Linked DNA regions of Bos taurus: region 2 is linked to region 1. Evidence: chromatin contacts called from public Hi-C data. All regions are on one chromosome and are shown on one strand. The core of a region is the stretch at or near the end of the contact, and the rest is flanking DNA. Distances in the headings are between cores, read along the strand shown.

Region 1 (6,099 bases), core at 391-2,890:
TCACAAACCTAGTAAATAACAGATGAACTCCAACCCAAGCAGTTTGGTTCCAGAGTTCATTCACTTAACCAGTGCACAAAAAGTACCATAGAGATGTAAGTCACATACTATGCAGCCATGATACTACTTGATGATGTCAAATTATTAAATTATTAAAATCCATTTCTCTTCTGATTGTACCTCAGTAACGCAAACCATGCTACCTTCTCCCATTTCCTTCCTTCTTAGTACTTGAGGCATTTTCACACTCGTCTAATTTTAACTCTCACAATGATGTATGTCTTTGTATACTCAAAACATTTATGATTCATCACAAGTTGTTTTACAATAAAAACTAGGAAAAGGTGTAACAATGCCCCAGATTTTTAACTGTTGGATTCTTTAGAGAATTCATAATAACTTGGGATCAGGAAAAAAGCAACCAGTTTTAAAATAATCTTAAAATGTAATCATTTAAGATCAAAGGGAGTCTTTTTTTTTAATCTTAACTAGCCTGGCAACAGGTGAAATAATTCTCTCAAGCAAATGAATAGTTAAAAGGTTTTTAAAGAAGGTATTTAATATTGACAGCTTATCATCTTTTACCGTCCTACCACAGTGCCCAGTTTTTTTGACATTGGATAGATCTGCCGAGGTCTTGTGCTTCTGTTTAGTAGTTTTAAGACTTTGAGGAGAGTTTCTTAATCTGAATCTCAGGTATCCTCTTGTGTAAAATAAAGATAATGCCTACTTCACAGAGCTGTTGTGGGCAATAAACATGATCATTCCGTAAAGCGTTTAGTTAGCACCATGGCAGCCCAGAGTAGTCAATACAATGTATCTAGTTGTTATTACTTTACCAATGCGTGGCACAATAGAAACCCATCTTTGCTAGATTAAGCTCTCTTACCAACCTTTGAAAAAAAAAATCCCACTAAGTGATCCCCAAAACTGCCCATAACCCATTCACCTTTCCAAACTCCGGCAGAATGCTTAAGAACGAGAAGACAGTCAGAGACTAGATTCAATCAAATGTTGCACAGCAAGGTAGAGAATGACCCGGCCTCCAGAATCTGACAGATGCGGGCGGACTCGTTCACGTGCTTGCTACCTGTGCTACCTTAGGGAAATTACTTAAACTCTTTGGGCCTTGGTTTCCTGGTCTGCAAACGGAAAATAATAACAGTACCTACCTCACAAAGTTGTTTTGAGGCTTAAGTGCGATAGCTCCCGTAAAGCGATGACTTACAGCAAGAGCTCTGCAAACAGGCGGGGCTGCTCTAAAGTACACGTGTATCCATACACACGCTCCCAGACACATTCCGTTGTTAGGAGTTTAGACCCTGGCAATAAGCTGTTTCTCTTTTCACCTAAGCTGTACCCCTGTTTGTTTTCGTCGAACAGTAGAATAAATGTCTACCGACTGATAATGTCACCTATGGACCCTCAGGCCCACAGTCCCCACGGCCCCTCCAGCCCCGCGGCTGAGCACAGGAGCTGCACGCACGCGCAGGAAAAGAGGTAGGACTACCGCGGCTGAGGAAGCGAAGGGAGATCGGCGAACACGCGAGGATTCTGCGCATGTTCAAGGCGAGCGGGTAGGAGTAGGAGTTTGCGCATGAGCAGAAGTGTCGGGAAAGCTAGCGTAGTGGGGGTTAGGAGGCGGTATTGACAGCTGTGGAAGTAGCCCGCGTTCCCGGCATGCCCCGGGGCGGCGGGGTTGGCTCTAACGAATTTGAATGAGGAGCCTCAGCGCTTTCGGCGCCATTTTCGAGTGATGCCTGATCTCATCAATCTAGCGGGAGAGACGGAGTAACCTGTCCGAGACTACAGCGCCTTTAAGACTCGGCCGAAAAATCACTAAAAAAATCCCAAAAATTTACTTAGAGCAAAGGGCACTTGGCGGAGCCTCGTCAGGGTTGGCGCAGCGGGTAAGAGCCTGTAGAAGTAGCAGAGCGGGACTCGGGAGGTGGCAGTGGTGGGACCGGCAGGCGGTGGGGGGTGCAGGGAGTGGGGCAGTGGGTCCCCTTCATTTTAATCGCAAAAAAAAAAAGTGCAAGGAGATAGGGTTGGGGGGTAATTGGGTTGTCTGAGTGGGCGGCGGCGGGCGGGATGTGGCGGGAGCGCGGAGAGTCGCGGGCGTGGGGGGAGGGGAGCTGCAGTTTGAGCGGGACGCGGACGCGCTGCGGCTCAGCGGCCGCCGCCCAGCGGATCTGTCAGCGGGACCCCCCGCCCGGGGCCGGGGCCGCGGCGCGGTGGGGCTCGGCCGGCCGCGGCTCCTTGACAGGCGGAGGGGGACGGGCGCCCCCTCCCCCGCCGTGGGCGAACCGAGCCGTCTTTTATCGCAGTTTCCCCGGCCCGCGGCGGCCGTCTTCCCGTGACAAGAAACTTGAGGTCGGGGGAAAATTGAGGACCCGGCGTAGCGGGTGCCTCCGGTCCGACACGCGGACAGTCCTCCCCGCGGGACCCAGCCGTGTGTATTGTCGTCTCTGACGCCAAAGCGGGAGATGCCCTCGCGATGTGAGTCTGTCTACGCCGCCCTCCGGCTCCGCGCCCCTGGGTCCCGGCAGAGGTAGCACTGACCCGGGTCTGGCTTTTCCAATTTGGGCAAGATGGGGCGGGGGCAGGCTTTTGAGGTTTTAGCGGGCTCCTAGGAAAGATGCTGGACTTTCGCTTTTTGCTCGGGATTTTGGTCGTTTGCTCTCACGGTGTCGTCCTTTCTTGGGGGGCGGGGGGGGGCGGGGGAGTGTTCTTGGGTGAGATGAAAGATGGGGCTTCGACCTTGCGATTTCCTTCTCCCAGCCGCACGTTTCTTAGAAGACTTTTTCCTTCTCCAGCCTTTGAAACATGTCGCAAGGGGAAAAAGGCAATCTTTGAAACTGTTGATGTTTTCCTCCCGAAAAGTCTTTCCCCGGAGAACTTAACGGTAATTTTGCAATCCCCACCTTTTCTTGGGAGCGCTCTTGACTTCGAGGCGGAGGGGAAAGGGCTGTTATTTGCCTTTCCCTTTAGTGATTTTTTCCTCCTCGTAGTTTCTACCAATTTTTGCTCGACTGCACTTGAATGATTTGAGCCAGTGACGGCTTTAACTTTAATACTTTATAGGTAGATAATGGCCTTTGTAAAATTCCTCATTAAAAATGTACTGGATCTTAAATCCTTTTCTGCGCTGAAGGCACCCTAGATTAACCCTTTGCTGGTGTGATGTATTGCGTATGGGGCGCGCGACTCTGGGTTGCGAATATGCAGGAGTTGATTTTTGCAGCAGCTATTCAATTGTTCGAAAAAGAGGAATAACGCTTTCAGTCACACACTTCTTAGGACTGCCTGCCTAAAGTTTACCTCCCCCACCCCGCCCCTGGAATTGATGTAACGATTGATTGAGTTCTTATTTCTGTGAAGATTGGGGGACCCGCCCTCACTTAGAATCTTTCCCCGAAGAGAATAGGAGAGCGCAATGTGATGTTTTTCAAATGGTGTCTAACGGAGCTCCCAAAACACCGAACTTGTTACCCCCTGATTGGCTGGAAGGAAGCGGGACTGGGGGGTTTGAATGTTGAACACTAGATTATAATTCTTGACTTTCCAAAAAATTACACTTTTAGAAAACCACGTAATGAAACGTTAAGACGAGGAATTCAAAAGCTGGTGTGTAGTATTTTTTTCGTCCATAAAGGATTTTCGAGTGATTTTTAAATGTATATTAAAAGTAAAACCTAGAGAAGACAATTTTCGCAAAATTGTAATTCTGCTGGCTGAGATTACAGGACTTTTATATATTTGCCCCTGTTCTCTATTGGTTAAAAACTGAGTTTGGGTGTTTTTTTTGTTCCTCTGACAGAAAATTTTCATCTTAAGCTACATGTATTTGTCAGATGCAGATTACGGAAGAATTGTTTCTTTTATTTCCATGAAAAGAAACTTTAATTTTCTTAATGTTAAGAACAAGCTTTTCCACATTTCCCACAGAAATTGAATACATTTTTTAAACGTTTCACAGATAATTTTAAATATATAGGTTTTGCTAATTTAGCCATTGCAATTGACTTAAAACCTTATTTACAAGAAATATATGTTGCTTAATTTAGGCAATACAACAGGTAAGTAGCACAGGTGCAGTGTGTATGATTTCATTCGTAAATTCATTATGAAGAAATGTATAGCATACAACACTGTGGATGTGTTGTATTTGATTTTCAGTTGATTTTTATTTGATGTTGCTTGAGACAACCGTCAGTGTATTTCTACTTATTACAAAGCTTGTCATTCCGTTTAATTGTATCTTGATAAAAGGCGGGTGTGGTTTACAAAGAAAATCAGTTAACTCACTGATAAACAAGATAGCCATAGATGGGTTTTGAAATATTTTTTAATAGAAATTTATACTTTTTATGAATAGTAATTGAAATTTTGAAACTTAAAGAGTTTGTATTCTCACATTAGGTCAAATATACATTGTTAGAAAATATTCAGATGAAAAGATCCTAGGACTTTTTTTATAAGTCTCTGTAAATCTATAAATATAATTTATGTTAATAAGTGGAATAGCTGAATTTATAAATCATACTATTTTATATTGCCTTCAACACAGGGATTAGAACGACACAACCTATGTTCATTACTTTTTTTCAGAGCTGTTTATTTTGAATCATCTGTTGAAAATTTCATGAGATGCTAATTATCCTCTCTAAAATTTGCTTTAATGAAATTGTATGAAACTCTATTTCTATTTTTAATGTAATTTTACCTAAAATACCAGAGTCAGTAGGTTTTGCTGTTTTAGGTTTTGAGCTTTAATTTTCATTCAAATTGTTACGTGACTTGTAGAGTTTTGAGGGTGGGGTGGGGAAAGACTTTATAAATTCCGCCAGGCTGGTTAAATTTAACCATACTGTTTTGGTTTATGGGGTTTTTTGTTTGTTTTAGGAGGTGATAGGTGCGGGATTGTTACATTTAATACATCTTGAAAAGAAGTGAAGAGATTCCTTTATTGTAAATACTACACTGAAGCTTGAGAACACACTAGCACCTAAATAAAATCCACAGCATTCACAGTATTTTCCCATTTACGTGGTGCTAGTAAGAGGAAGATTTTGGTTTTAGGCTTGTGGGCATGTAGATAGTAGTTTCAACAGATGTATATTAAGTATATTAACTATATTTCTCTGCAAAAATGGACAGTTCTAATTTATTTTTTACTGTAAGGACTAGAAAAGTCTTACATTACCACAGGAAAACAATGGTGAGGAAAAGTGTTGATATGTCATTCAGCTCTTTTTAAAGCTATGTTTGCATGTTTTGGGGCAGAGGGAACTAGAGAAGGCAAGGTCTTCCTGGTAGCATTGATCTTCATTTGTTTGCCCTTCATTCTGTTTTATAAAAGTCCAGTTTTAGACTTTGTGTTAATGCTGATAAGTTGTCTTAGTTGTACATTTACAAAATGTAGCCTCAGGTGTTTGTGTAACACAGCTTTTTTCCTAATCAAATTAATAACCACTTTTAATGTTCATCTAGAGCTAAGGATGAAAATTTCAAAATAGCTTTCATATTCTGGAGCCCTTCTTTCATCATGCTTTGTATACTGCGTTTTTGTTTGTTTTTGGTTTTGTGGAGACATACATATTTTTATCTTTATGTAAAGCAATATGTAGTAACTGTTCAGAATGTCACAAAATAACTTCAATCAGAAATACTAGTCAGTTGATTTGGTTTACAAAAAGAAAAAGAATGCCCAGTGACTATATTAGATATTTCTTCTACATGATACATAAGCTTTCTCCAGTTAAAAATATCAGTATAAACTTACACACGATTTTGAAATTTTAGTCTATAAAAAATTTGTCTACTCTAAAATACTGGCCTAAAATTGACTGTCCTTTTTTTTTCCTTTTGTTAAATGAAGCTTGAGTAATCGTCACTGATTTCTCTTTAACCCTTTTTTAGAAGAAACAGAGTATGTGTCTGATTATAACTAGAAAACACCATCTTAGAAAGAATTGTCAGAGTATTACTATACATGTAGTTTTACTTTGTTTTAATTCAGCAAACTTAGAAACACTATGTGCCAGGCAACAATTTTGGCATGTTGTTAAAATTCAGACTATGACTTTCTGAGATTTG
Region 2 (6,144 bases), core at 1,455-3,954, 51 kb before region 1:
CCACAGACATCAAGGTCACCCGTCGTGACCCCCCTCGTCGTCATGTAGGAGAAAGGGCCAAAGAGCTGCTCGGGACACTTTTTAAAAATACTTAACAATTTGAAAGATGAGCCTGAAAGCGGTGACTAACGTGCGGGAATTCTCTGTTGTTTAAAGAGCAGTGCAAACTTGCTAGGAAACTCACTACGACGTGACTGTTTACTCCGGGCGAATGGGCCCCAAAGGAAATATGCCCGGACCAGATGACCGGGCGAGATCCCCAACGCCAGCCGCTCCCGGCGACTCTCCTCCCGAGAGTCAGACACCCGGGAGGGACGTGCGGGCAGGTGGGTTTCCTTCGCCCGTGAGTGCTACAGCCTTCTTTTCTATTTTCTCATTTTATTTTTTTAAATTAAAAAGAGAGAGAGAGCGCACAAGTCTTAAAAGTGGATAGCCGAGCAGCGTCCGGTAAAATTTGCGCTATGAAAAATATGAGGTCTAGATAGATTAGTGTGTGGGTGAAGGCTGCTCTAGCAGAAACGCGAGAAATGAGCAGGAGCCCACAATTTTCGTTTTTACTGTAGAAATCGGTAAACGAAATCGAATGGTAATGGTTTGCCTATTACGGCCACTGAGAAAGTTCGAAATAATTTAATGTTTCGGATTTATACGTATGTAATCACTATACTTTTTATTTTGTCTAGCTATTTCCATTAAGTTTTAATAAGCTGTTAAAGTTCCCTGGGTAAATTTTGTGAGGGTTTTTTTTTTTTTTTTTTTTTTTTGAGTGAGTGGAGATTTCATGAACCAGAAGCGAAGTTTGAGCATAATTTCCTTAGCCACTGGGAAGTCTGTATCTCCTGCCAAAATTTCCAAGGATGTGGAGAAGAAAAGAAGACGAAATACTCATTGAGTACCTACTATGCGCAGACACCCTGGTAGAACTGGCTTTACAAATTTTATTTCATAGTAATAATTGTTGATCACTAGGTGCTCTTTTCAAAAAGACCAAACCCTTTCTTCTGCATCCAAGACCTCAAGTGGACAGCTACCATAATTTTATTTTATTCGCAAGAATTTCGTTTTTATTACTTCCTTCTTCGAAGTGACATTATTGCCAAGGTTAATGGAGAGATCCATGTTTAATGATATTAAAAGTCTGTTGGTTTAACTGATTACAGCGTTTAGTGCTAATCCTGTGGGGGAGGGGGGAGTAAAGGTGAGTCAGCACTCACCGAATTTCTCCTAACTCTTTAGGTCCGTGTAAAAATAAAGAAATCTTTATTATGTTTGGCAGGAGAGGGAACTTGTAACTAGGAAGAGAGCGCCGTCACTGAAAGCAATGGGAGGTGGCGAGGGAAACATGCAAACCAACATTTTTCCGTCTCTGTGGATCAAAGGAACCGAAAACATGACTCGTTTTGTAAGGACGACGCAAACACTGTGGCTTATACTGACCATTGACAGAGGCTGAGTTAGACTAGAGGCTTCGTGTGTTACAAAGGATATGATGAAGTTGAGTATCAGGAGCTTTAAAAAAGAGAGAGAGAGAGAGAGAACCGAGTTGACAACCAGATGAAGTGGGAAAGAAGGGGAGGAGAATACACCCAGGAGCCTGAGCAGGCAGGTAAATCATCAAAAATTCAGTTCCTGCAACTAATGAAAAAACCAATCTCACTGTACTCCAGGGGAAATGGTTCGCTGACGCAAGGCTCGATGGTGAGTCTATTTGTCGTGCTTCTTTTCCGGACTATCAAAAAAAGTTATTTCGAGATTCAGCCAAATGTTTTGACTGGGAGACTGAAAACGGGACGAGGAGTTTCCTGCCGTTACGTCCGAGCCCGCAGCTGGGCCCAGCGCCGAGCGCGCCCCGAGCCGCGCGCCTGCCGCCCCGGGCGGGTCAGAAAGGGCACTCCCCGCTGCCCTAGGAAGAAGCGAGCCCGAAGTCAGCCGGCGGGGGCTGCTCGGTTTCCCCGCGGACCTAAACTGCAGCCTTCCTCCGGAGGAACGCTCCTCTAGTTTTGTTCTGGAAGGGGAAATGGGCTCAGCTCTTGGAGAGCTCTCAGGATTCCTTGTCGCTGGACAAACCTGGAAACTTTGGGAAGTACTATACTGAGCTTCTCCGGTTCCTGAGTCCCTTTCTATCTTCGTTTCCAGGGCTAAAGGGCCGCTTGCGGAGGAGGGGTGCTTCTTTAGTTTTATTTTTTTTTCCACGTAGACTGGAGAAGCGCCGCCGCCCGCTCCGAAGGCGACTTGCCGACCTCAGCGCCCTGGGCTCGCGCGGCGCACCGCCCGCCCCTCCGCGCCCGCCCGGCCCCGCTCGCGGAGTGCGCGCGAGGGGGAGTATCGTCTCCTCGGGCTGGAGCTCGGTGCCAGGACGCTTTCCTGACATAACCCTGCCCCAGGGCGGGCCAAGACGGGCACTAACCATTGCTTAGCTTCCCTACTGCCGCTCAGGTCCCCACTACGACCGGCAACTGCCTTGAAACCCACCCCCAGTGGCAGACACTCTGGCCTCACACCTCCCCTTGGTCCCCGCTTTCCCGGCCCTTTCCGGGGATCCCACACCCTCACCCCATTTCTCCCGCCCGTCGGGGGCGAACACTGGCACCTCTCCTCGCGCGCATTCCGCCGCGCCATTTTAACCCCTTCGACGTTTCCGCTGCGGAGGGGGCGGAAACGGAGGAAACCCATCCTCCCCACCTCACCCCACCCCGCCCCACCCGCGCGGGCCCTCGCCTAAGGCAGCCCGGAGGGGATTGTGAAACAACCCGGTGGCGGGCGGGGGTGGGGGACACGCTACCTCCGGGCTCTCCAAATTTTGGCAAAATCTCGGGAACACTGGTGCTCCCCCAGGACAGTTTTCTTCGCTTCGCGGCAAGCGCGAGGTATCCGAGTTTCTCGGCACCAACGGCGAAGAGCCTCTCCCTTTCCCCAGCCCCTTTAAGGACATCTGATCTTCAGTCTCTTAACTTTCTCCTCGGGTCTAACAGCTTCGTCAGCCGCGGAGAGCGACCCCAGGCGAAGCCGGAAAGGGAGAAAGCCAGGGTGTGGGGCTCATCCAAACCCGGGCGCCCCGAGGTTGGCTGAGGCCCTGCGGGCCGAGGCCCCGCGGGCTCTTGAGCAGGAGGAAGCCCCGGGGGATCTGCGCGGGGCACGTTGCCGCGCCTGAAACAGGCGTTCCCTTTTCCAGATCATATTCCCCATAAAATCTAAAGCCAGATGCATCGCTTGGGCAAGTTCCCATTTCACCGCGAAAAGCACGGATTTGTTTCCAAACTGGACTCCAAATCGAGGTTTCTGGTGCGGGTTCCAGTGGCCTGCGCAAGGTTGGGGTTTCGATGCCTCAAGGGACTGCCCGGGCGAATAACGTTTTAGATACTCTACCCCAGGCAAAGCATCATTTGCGAATGCGGCGATTTAATTTTAAAAAAAGGCGGGTGGGGGTGGTGCGAAGTAAACACAACTACGGGCTTTCAAAGCCGTGTGTGTACTTTTTAAGTGAGGTGGAGTATATAAAAGATCAATTTCATCTATAGACGCCCAGTTTAGCAAGATAACCTGATGGAATCTCTGTTTCACAGAAATAAGTTACAAGGGGGGAAACTTGCAAGAAAGTGAGAACAGTGGCCACATATGAAACCAAAGGGCGAGCATGGTGAAAGCAGGCATTTTAATCACCCTGTTGAGTCAAAAAATAGCTTTTGCTGAGTTGGCTTTTTTTTTTTTTTTTTTTTTTTTAAGAAATAGACTCCTTCCCAAAGTAATAGCCTACGGGTCTATTTCACCTGCAAGTTTCCTCTCATTGTATAAAGAAATTCGGGTGGAGTGGGCCATGTTTTTCACAGAACTTTCTGGTATTTGCAGTTGTGGTGAACAGGAAAGGAATAAAAACGAACATAATTAGTCTGGGATTGACTACTGCCTATTACCGGCATAACATCAGCAGGAAATTAAGACTGCCTTCCCGAGGTTCGCTTATAATAATTCAATTTTGCATCTTTTAAAAGTATAGCCGTTTTTTAGTCCTTTGGTGAAATGAATAACCAGCGATGCAGGACCTAAACAATGCACACAAGCACACAATTCCAAGTCTACTTATTTAAGGAGTGAAAAGGTGCGGCGCGAAATTGCCCCTGCACGGGTTGAGGTGTCACGGCTGTGGGCTGCGCCGTGTATTAGGTGCCAGTGAGAGAAAGCACAGACCCAAACTACTCACACAGAAAACTGTTTCCACGTTTGACTCATTTAGGATCAAATGGTATTTTTAACACTTGCCAAAACCCACAGCTATTGCGACAAGAAAGGTGCCAGGCAAGAATGAAGTTAGTTGTTTATTAGGGCAAGGTGGGGCTTTTCGCGCTTTTGGCTACATAAGTGTACCCGAGTGACAGGGTGAGCATCTTGCAGGCCACTGTCCCCGTGTTGGTTCATTGCAAGGGAAGGTAGGGGGAACGGGACGCCTTTTAGCAGATCAGACTCTGGCTGTCACCCGTGAGGGGTGGTGGTGGGGGGTGGGGGGTGGTTAACTTCACTTCGTAAAGATACTCATCCTCTTCTTAACTGAAGAAGTCTGAGGCCGCGAAGGCCGCCCACAGAGGCCGCGCCTTGTCCAAATCTGCTCAGGCCGCCTTTGTCCCCGCAGTGACTACCGAGAGGGAGGGGGGCGGGCGCGGAGGTTGTCACCAAAGTTTCCTCAAGTCTTTATACGGCCGAGAACTCTGGGTTTTGCGGGTAAGCAAGCTGCCTATCCAATCTGAATGGAGCGACAATTCCGTGGGCCTCCGGTCCCCGGAGGCCTCCGCGCGCCCTCGCCCGCCCCGGCCTCTCCCCTGGATCAATCGCCAGGGGCCAAAGCTCGCCCCCGCGCCACACTCCTGGGCCTCTGGGTCCCCTCCGCTCGGTCCCAATAAGTCTCGAATTTCAACCCAAGACCCAGGCCAAACTTTCCCTTCGGGGCTGGTATATTCTCACACGCGGACGCCTTTCCCAGGGGGAGGAGGAGCGATGGCGCTCCGGGCAGCTCCCGGGGACCCTGCGGGGACCACCCGCCACCCGGTTTCCACGCAGCCCCCGTGCCCACCCTTGCCTCCCGACCCCAGACCTTGACCTCCCACGGCCGTGCTCAGGGAAGCCGCCGCGACTGATGCGCCCCGGGTGCTTTCGTTTTGCTTTCACTCCCTTCTCTCCGCAGCTGGGACGACTGCGGAAGAACAAAATGGGGGTGGAAAACTCGTGTCCTGACAAAAGTGATGGGGACACCGCTGTTCCGTCCCAGGCTGGGCGGGGAGAGGGGAAGGTTCAGGCTGAGGCCTGGGTACCCGTGTCCCTTGCATGGGCGAAAAGGGCCAGGAGGCCCTGGCTTGTTTTTTTCGTGTAAAGAAACGTGATTTGTAGATACTGAAGCAACAAAGTTGGCGCGGAAACGAATTCGCCTGCTTAGGAGGACTGTGTCTTGCAGATACAGACGAATAGGCAGGGTAGAAAGGCCGGAAGAGGGGCGGCCGGAGCCTTTCACTAAATTGGAAGGAAACCGAGAGAGAAGGTTCGAGAGCCGGGATCCGGCTCCCACCCCAAGCTCTGAGTACCATCAGGTGTGAGGGGGCACTAACGCCCCGTCCCATTTGCTGCTCGTCCACTCAGCTCTGCGCTTTGGAAAAACCCAGCAACCACTGCACAGGCTCGCTTCACTTTATCTCGCCTCTCTCTTTATGGTGAGCAAAGCACATGTATCCTGAACTGATTAACTCATGGCCTAAGGTCTCCCGCTTTAAAAAAAAAAAAAAAAGCCAAACCTGGAAAGATTTCTCAAATAGAGACAAACTTGTTGCTGCCCCGAGTGGCCCGTGCGAAAGCTCTCCTAGGTTTGCACGCGCCCAGCGCAGGGCCGGGAAGTGCCGCTGCCGGGCGAGGGCCGGGGCAGAGTCCCGCCCTCCTCCCCCGGCGGCCTGCACTTGAGCCGGAACGAGGGTGAGTGCGAGGGAACAGTCTCTCCAAACTCCTTAGAAAAGAACTCTTGCAGACTGTTTACCACACTGTCCAGCTGCCCGGAAAGGTCCGACGCGTTTCCTGCACTCGTCCCAGCTCAGTTCGAACTTTTCTCCACCCGTGATCTGAAGGCTAAATTATTTTTATTCCGACTCTGAAAAGTTAAACTAAGATCTA

What was found. A called contact is a pair of places that touch in the nucleus more often than the background predicts.
Region 2: a Hi-C map of an unstated tissue shows a contact between it and region 1, with 3 times the contacts expected there. The contact joins two enhancer-like sites. A contact is called at or near these places in 4 of 11 Hi-C or Micro-C datasets (4-cell embryo, liver, skeletal muscle and 1 more).

What each region holds. Positions count from the first base shown.
Region 1 is chr12:19,521,807-19,527,905 of ARS-UCD2.0, reverse strand. It overlaps the pseudogene LOC100847818. Among named protein-coding and RNA genes, the nearest start is that of MIR15A, 24 kb to the right of the region's middle. Within about 2 kb of position 1,640, at least 98 of the 102 cell types and tissues checked have an H3K27ac peak or open chromatin away from gene starts, as enhancers often do. A contact at or near this core is called in skeletal muscle, where this site is marked.
Region 2 is chr12:19,574,186-19,580,329 of ARS-UCD2.0, reverse strand. No RefSeq gene overlaps it. Among named protein-coding and RNA genes, the nearest start is that of MIR15A, 76 kb to the right of the region's middle. Within about 2 kb of position 2,704, at least 35 of the 102 cell types and tissues checked have an H3K27ac peak or open chromatin away from gene starts, as enhancers often do. A contact at or near this core is called in skeletal muscle, where this site is marked.